2 separate regions of the Sus scrofa genome follow, and region 1 is linked to region 2. The links are chromatin contacts, called in public HiChIP or PLAC-seq maps. All regions are on one chromosome and are shown on one strand. Each heading gives the region's core, a stretch centred on a gene start, on an enhancer-like site or on the middle of the called end of the contact. The rest is flanking DNA. Distances are from core to core; before and after follow the strand shown.

Evidence for each region. HiChIP or PLAC-seq counts read pairs in DNA pulled down with a chosen protein or histone mark.
Region 1: a contact with region 2 is called in an H3K27ac HiChIP or PLAC-seq map of skeletal muscle. The contact joins two enhancer-like sites. A contact is called at or near these places in 4 of 47 Hi-C or Micro-C datasets (embryonic fibroblasts, liver and skeletal muscle) and 1 of 2 datasets of contacts at active chromatin or transcription factors (skeletal muscle).

The regions. Positions count from the first base shown.
Region 1 is chr14:1,456,554-1,460,673 of Sscrofa11.1, forward strand. All of the region lies in intron 2 of LOC106505879 (a long non-coding RNA gene), which reads left to right. Among named protein-coding and RNA genes, the nearest start is that of GADD45G, 290 kb to the left of the region's middle. Within about 2 kb of position 2,593, at least 11 of the 83 cell types and tissues checked have an H3K27ac peak or open chromatin away from gene starts, as enhancers often do. A contact at or near this core is called in liver and skeletal muscle, where this site is marked.
Region 2 is chr14:1,378,874-1,382,733 of Sscrofa11.1, forward strand. LOC110256747 (a long non-coding RNA gene) reads left to right here. Exons shown (of 2, transcript XR_002338666.1): 2 at 771-1,129. Among named protein-coding and RNA genes, the nearest start is that of GADD45G, 210 kb to the left of the region's middle. Within about 2 kb of position 2,233, at least 26 of the 83 cell types and tissues checked have an H3K27ac peak or open chromatin away from gene starts, as enhancers often do. A contact at or near this core is called in liver and skeletal muscle, where this site is marked.

The DNA of each region.
Region 1 (4,120 bases), core at 1,343-3,842, 78 kb after region 2:
CTGTAGTTTATGAATATTATATAACCATCACATTTATTAATTTTTTATTTAGACTTTCCATCTTTTTGCTTCTTCTTGATGCCTCTGGGGGAAGTTCTTCACCTGATCTTCCAGTTTACACATTTCTTCTCTGGCTGTATCCATTCACAAATTAACCCCATATACAGAGGTTTTAAAAATTCACTTATTTCTTCATACGTGGTATTTTTACTTGATCCTTTTAAAAAACTTCTGTGTCTATTTCATGTCAGCACCATCCTCTTTCATCTCTTCAGGAATATTTCTTATATTTAAGTTCTTTACCTGTCCGAGCCTATTAATTTGCCTTCATCTGATGTAGATTGTTCAATTTATCATTTTTTATTTTTGGCTTTTCTCCTCAGTTGTCTTCACTCCATTACCTTGTGAGTTCAAATTTCAAGGGCCAGCTACCCTGATTGAGAGCATTCACCTTGAAGAATGGGATGAGGCTTCAGTTCTGGTTTTCACCTGCCCTGGAGATTTTTTAAAAATTCTTTTCGGTGGAAGTTCCTGGGTCAGGGATCGAACCCACACTGTAGCAGTGACCCGAGCTGCTGCAGTGATAACTCTAGATCCTTAAACCACTGCACCACAAGGGAACTCCTGTCCTGGTGATTTTTTTTTTTTTTTCTTTTCAGGGCTGCACCAACAGCATATGGATGTTCCCAGGCTAGGGGTCAGATTGGAGCTTCAGCTGCCGGCCTACACCACAGCCACAGAAACACTGTGTCTGAGCTTCATCTGCAACCTACACCACAGCTCATGGCAATGAATGAGCTTAATCCACTGAGCGGTGCCAGGGATTGAACCCATGTCCTCATGGATACTCATTGGTTCTTAACCTGCTGAGCCACAACAGGAGCTCTGATATTTAAGGGGAGCTAATATTCTCCTGGGGGAAAAGGCCCTGGTTTCCAAGTGTGGACTTGAGTTTAGGCAACCCTGCCTATCTAGGAAAACTGTCTCTACATCTGCCCCTGGATCTACTTTTTCCAAGAGCTTTTCTTTGTATTTTGATTGCTATCCCTTGAGCATACTAGGTGGAACAGGGAAAAGAAAGTGCCTTTGGGCAAACTGATCTACTTATACTTACAGCCACAAACTCTTACAGCCTCAGACTCTGTCTTGATGTCTCCTCCCCTCCTCCAATGGTGTGCAAGCAGAGCTATTCATTTCAGCATTCACAGCATGAACGAGGTGAGATTTGATTTACTTTGGACAGTGAGGGCCATCTGTCACCTAGATTATTCTCTGACCTTAGTGCCTGGTTCTCTGCCATGGACGTTCTCTTCTCACACATCAGGCTGCCCCAGCCACCTTAGTCTCCAAAACTTTCTGACAGCTTTTACATGAGTCCATCTTACTGCCTGTCAGAGAGACACACAGAGCCCAGAACACCAGGGGTTCCAAACTCTACTGTAAGATATTGGAGGAAATGATTTTTAAAAATGGGCTTTATTCGTCCGGCTGTTTGAATCATGAGTCATTTCGACTTGATGTGCTGCAGTTGAATAATGGTGCTTACTGTCAAGAGCGCCCCTCTAAGGGCTGCTCCCCACAGATGGATGGATGTGGTGGTCAATGTCCAGTCTGAGTGAGGGGGTTCCCAGACCTGTTTACTGGGCTATGACATCAACTCTAATGTGACTGCTTGATGACTGGAGTGTAAGGATGTGTCAGACAGAAACGAAGCAATGAAGTCTGGTCCTAACTTTCCCCTCTTGGAATGCCTTTGCCTTTCTCTTCTCTGAGGGACACAGTCTCTCCCAGATCAGGACAGAAGCATACTGGCAGAAGGTGAAGCCTTTCCTCTGCATCCTGACCCATCATGTGGCAGCTGCTCGCTTCCCCCAGCACATACCATGGATGCCAGAGAGTGGCAAATGGGATCCTCAGGCCACTTGGAGCAATGGACCCCCCAGCTCTGGGGCTATCATGGAGACTGCACATGCGTTCTCAAATGTACCATCGTGCCTTTAATGACTTCACCTGCTCCCACAGCAGCGAGGCAGTTCAATTTCTAGCAAACTTGTCAAAGCAATCATATTATCTATGGTTAATTTAAGTGTGTACTGTGAAAGCTTAGACTACGGCAGGGACTTAATCTCACAGAGACAGTGAGATAGACTCACATAAAAACCATGGGAGAGTCCTAGAGATTCATTCATTTACCCATTCAACAAAAATGTAATAATCACTGGCATTTTCTTAGACACAGGGAAACAGCAGTAAGGAAAACAAACACACAGACAATGAGGTTTACTTTCTAGTGGCGGGAGATTGATAAATAACATCAAAGGCCATTAATAAAGATGACTATTTGAGATAAATGTAAAGGAGGAAATGAAACTGGATCCAAGGGATCCCAGACAGATGTTGGTTGCTTGTCTACACTGGCAACCAGGAAAATCTCCCTTAGAAGGTTAACGTGTGCTCTGAGCTTGGCAAGATAAGGAGGGACAGGCTGTAAAAAACCCAGAGGCAAACATTCCTGGCAGTAAACATAGAAAGCACTAAGTTCCTGAGCTGTGACCACACTGTCTGCTTGAGCAATAGAAAGAGGTCAGTGCGCTAGGAATCTGGTGAGCAAAACGGTGATTAAGAGATGAGCTCTGAGAAGTGGGCAGTGACAAGTTGAGCAAGAGAAGGCATCCCTTTTTTTCCCATGTCATGTGCAAATCCTCCAGGAATATAATCAGGTGTTGGTTCTTCTTTGATTTAAAAATCTCTCTGGGTTTGCAGATAAGTGATTGTAGGGTGAAGAACAAAAGCAGGGAGACCAGTTAGGAGGTGACTGCAGTACTGCACCCAAGAGTACAGTGGTGGTGCTCTGGTTGTAGCAATGCAGGTGGAATGAAGAATTTAAGACATGTTTTCGAGTTGTGGTTGACGAGGCTTTTCCACTGATGAATGAACTGGTTGCCTCTATGGTTGGTGGATGAGCTAATGGAATGCTGTTATGATTTCCTAAGACGGTGAAGGCCAGACAAGGAACAGATTTGTTGGGTGGAAATCTAGAGTTTCAAGTCTATGTTATACTTGACATGTCTTTGAGGAATGGCTCTTCAGTGAAAAGTAGCCATCAGGACTGGCTTCGACATGGGAAGCAGAATGGTTTGGGGGTGAAGTTGAGAAGAGGAACATGGAGAAAGCAGATTGTAAGCTCCTGCAGTGGTCCAGTTTCTAGGAGTGATATAGGCTGGACTTGGAGCAGGGGGTGGAGGGGTATGATGGCTGGAGGTAAGAAGAGGAGGGGAGATAGTTGAGAGAGATTTTAGGTATCAACTTTCAGGATGGTGTTGCCTTGGCTAAGGGGCTGTGTCAGGAGGGAGATGTTTTGGCTTGACTCAGTGGGTGGAAAGATAACCCCTGCAATAGATAAGAATTGAAGAGAGCCAAGCTTAGGGGGAACAAACATGAGTTTGACTTTGGACAAGTCGAGTTCAACACATATCTTCCATCACTTTTGGGAATTGTATATTATTGTGGTACTAAGCCCAAACTAGGGGTAAGGTCTTATTTCTACCAAGTTAAATAACTCTCTCTCCCTTTTACAAGAGTCTTTATTACTTTTTCTAACCGTAAAACAATACATAGGTATCATAAAGCATTCAAGAAATCCAAAAAATAAAAGAAGATAAATCTGACCAAGAAATAATGAATAGTAATATTTGAGGTTTTCTAAACACATACACATGGAACACTTTACTTATATATTTTATAATAGTTTTGTTCTTTTTTTAAAAACTTAATATACAGTGTATATTCCCCTGGGTTGTTAAACATACCTCCATAAAATACTATTGAAAGGTGTCATTATCTTCTTTAAAGCTTAGGAAGCAGAAACACAAAATTGGTCCCTGCTCCCCCTCAGCCCTGTTCTGGGGCTGCTCCACGCTGTTCTTCATCCCTTATGTATTTTATGAGATGTGGTGACATTTCCTACTTGGGAAGTGTATTGTTCTACCCAAGTGTCAAGGTCACATGACCAAAGTTACAATTCAAGGAAACTGACAGCCTGAGAAAACGTTCTTGGAAATAGGCTGAGGTCTGGAGGTGAGCATGGCCCATGATTAACGATCGCTGACCAGCAATGACC
Region 2 (3,860 bases), core at 983-3,482:
TCAGCTGGGGGTGGCCTGCATGCATGGAACATTACAGGAGGTGGGTGGGGGCCTTGGCTCAGGCAAGCCCACCCTCCTGATCCATGTCCTGCAAGGATGGTTGCAACAATCTTTGCCTCCTGGGTGGGTGGCCGACAAAACAGCTCAGCCCAGTGACAGCTCCTGCTCTGCTTCAGAGGTGGCTCCCTGGGTGGGTCAACACTGGCCTCTCTCAGTGGGTGACAAGCCCTGGATGAGCCATCTCCTCTGAACCGACCTTGAGCTTGGTAAAGCAATCGGCCAGTTGTCACTCCTCATAGCTCCTGCTGCAGGCTCGCAGGAATCCCGATGTACCAGCTGCTCTCATCAGCCAGGAGTCTGGTCAGGAAGGAGTCATGGGACCACCTTGAAGGCCTGGTCGTTGCTCCTTTCTAAAACTTCTAGATAAGAATCCTGGAGAAAGCACACAAGCAATTCTAAGAGAGCGCTCAGGTGAAACCCTCTCAACTGGGTAAAACCATAGGAAGAATTGTTTTCTCGAATCAGAGCTGGGTTTCCTAACCAGACAAGGAAGGAAACGAAGGCAGGCTTGGTGGGCTGATGGGCTTCGGGGCTGCGTAGTGCCGACTGCACAGGATGGACTCCCCCGTAGCACCTGCTTTCTCATCACTGTGGTAGATGGGATTTTCTAGAGACATTCACACCTTTCTATATCCCGTCATTCATGCCCTGCTTACCATGGACCCGGGTCTCTTCCACTGAAGAAGACCCTCTGTGCTCCCTGTCTCTAGACCCAGCAGGCCTTGGCAAATGTTTCCACCAAGAGAACATGGTGGAGATGGTGATAGGAGTCGCTTCTGTCCTGATCTCCTCTTGGTTGTCTTGCTCCTGCGACCCTTGCTCTTGAAGCCCCACCACCATGTTGGAAGCAAGCTGGGGGTACCTGCAGAGGTTGGGAGTTCCTGCTGGAAGCCCTGCTGGACCACCAGACATAGGAAGGACTGGTCCTCAGGGGGTCCCTCCCAGACGTTGAGTCCCCAGCAGAGGTCCCAGACACCACTGGGCAGAGACAAGCCACCTGCTGCTTCCTGTTCGAATCCCTGACTCATAGGAACCCAGAGAGGTAATAAAGAATTACTGTTGTTCTGCATCACTACGTGACTCATTCAACCATCTTATCTAAAGGAGCGAGGGCTGACTGGCCACAGATCCTAGCATGACCCCTTCTTGACGTCTGCCTTTAAAGGAGGATGTGTGAGAGCCAGGCGTGTGGCGGGGACTCAGGGAACAGGAGGAGCGTGATTGTCACCAAGGGCCGGAGGGTTCCTCTTCCACCTACTTCTTTTAGCTCCATCGTGATTTGTCAAAACTATTGACAGCAGCAATCGGGCCTGCCTCTAGAAATAGCAAAGAAAAAGCCAGAGGCAGGAAAGCTTTGGGAGAAACCTAGATACCTGAGTTCCATGGGAATTCAAAGAAATAGCGGGATCCTTAAGAACCCTCATCTTTCAAGTGACTTCTCTAGGCACCAAGTATTTTTTAGCTCATTATGTCCATCATATTTCCACCCCCACCCCCACTGCCCCCAGGGTAAAGATGGACAATGCTTCATCTTTCCGAGGTCAGGGGTGGTGGAGGAGTGGGGGAAGGGGTGGTGGGGGGTGGCGTGGCTGTGTCCTCTGAGTAGCACGTGATGTCAGCACGCCAGGGGGTTCTTTGGAGTGTGTCCTGGAAATGTGAGAAAGCATGCAAGGCATCTGACACCCTGTTACCTAGAATCGAATGTTTTCATGACATTTTGCCCAGCTGTACCTTTATATAGTTGGAGGGCGCAGAGATTATGCAGGTTCAAAGCGATTAAGCTTTCTTCCCCACCCAGCTGCTGGGGAATGATGCCTGGCATATGGACGATGGATAGGGTTACTCACTCCAAAGTGTGCTGGGAAACCTGTCTTTATGTTAGTTTAGTTTTGTTTAACAAGTAGCCCAGATCATCCGTGGCCATGCACTGGGACAGGAGGCCGCTGTCTGGAAGCCAAATCCCACGTGTAGGAGAGTAAGTCTGCCTGAACAGCCACATTTAGTATCTCCGGTCAGGTGGGGGGTTCTCTGCCATCGACCCCCCCAGAATTGTGTACACTTGTCTGAATCCCCACAGGGGCCCTGTGGCTTTGCGGGGGAGTCACGGACTGGCCTGAACTAAGGTGGGAGCCATCCTGTGCTCCCCACCTGCCGGTTCCGAGCTCGAGGCTGCCTCCCTTGGGCTCTGAGTCTCTTCTTCTGGGGTTGCTGGGGGGAGGCTGGAACTCAAATGCACTTTCCAGCTGGAAGGACTGCCATTTGAAAAATCCCAGGCAGCTCCTGAATTCCAGGGAGGGGCCTGGGATTTGCACTGGGAGGGGCCTCCTCTCCCAGGGCTGCCGGGCTAAATTGAGAGGGCAGCTTATAGGCCTGGCCTCTAGGAGAGAGGGTGCTATGGGGACACCGCCTTGCTCTGGGAAGGCAGCCAGGAGCTGGGCAGGGGCTGGCCCCAGAGGGACTTGCAGCTTGGCTGGGGTGTGGATGCTGGAAGAACACACACGGGGAAAGCCAGTTCCAGACCTGGAGGAGTGACAGCTGGGGAAAGCAGGTCTTGCCTCCGAGGGCAGCCACAGGCGGCCACCACAGAGGTCGAGTGGCCCTCTCCCCAGGGTCATTGGCTGCAGGGAGCACACAAGTCCTGGTGGCTGGAGAGAAGGCTCCACAGTGCCCATTTCAGAGCAGGAGCAAGGCTGGCCCCAGGGGACAGCCAGGGATCCCAAGATGTGGCCCCAGGGTGGCCTTTGTTCTCCAGCAGTTCTGCCACTGTGGCTTGGGGGGAACCCAATAGTGCGTGCGCGTGCACGCACACGTGCATGCGCGCGCGCGCGTGTGTGTGTGTGTGTGTGTGTGTGTGTGTTGGGGGAAGAGATGAAATAGGGGAGGGGGATATGGGGTAGAGGAGATGGGGGAGGTGGGGGAGGGGAAGGGGACGAGGGAAGTGGGTGCAAAGGGGAGTCAGAGGAGGTGATAGGGTTGATGGGGCAGGAGAAGATGGGGTGGGGGAAGCAGGAGGGGTGGGGAAAGTAGATGGAGTTTGGGGAGGTAGATGGGGAGGGGGAGGTAGAATGGGGGAGGGGGAAATGGGGTGCAGGAGGTGGGGAAGGTGGATGGGGTGAGGTGGGGGCATTTCTAGTCCCAGGCAAGACAGCCCTGCCAGGGACAGGCTCAACAATCTCCATTTCCTCTCCTCCTTGATGTTCTGTGACTTAAACACCACCTGTGAAACAGATGCAAACCTCTTGGGACTGCACAGAGGGAAACTAGGTTTTGTTTTTTGTTTTTTGTTTTTTTTTGTCTTTTTTCACTGCATAAGGAAGTTTCCAGGCTAGGGTTTGAATCGGAGCTGTAGCTGCCAGCCTATACCACAGCCACAGCAACGTGGGATCCCAGCCGCATCTGCAACCTACACCACAGCTCATGGCAACGCCGGGTCCTTAACCCACTGAGCGAGGCCAGCAATCAAACTTGCATCCTTACGGATATTAGTCAGGTTCATTCCCACTGAGCCATGATGCTAACTCCTGGAAAGCGGATTTCACATACACCGATGGCTGAGGCAGGGGTGAGGTGGTGGCCCCTGAGATGGAGGCTCAGGGTTAGGGACCTTTCTTTCCAGAAAGCCCGCCTGCCCTGGCTGATGTGCCCCTGTTGTGCCCAGACTCAGCGGGTCTTGGGCATGCGCTCTGTGGGCTGCCCTGATGCGCAGGGGTCTGGCCCAGGAGGCCAGTGGTGCTCTTCAGGGCACAAGGGCTGCAGGTGGTCGTGGCCCAGCTTTAAAGGTGCTGCTCTGACCTCATGCC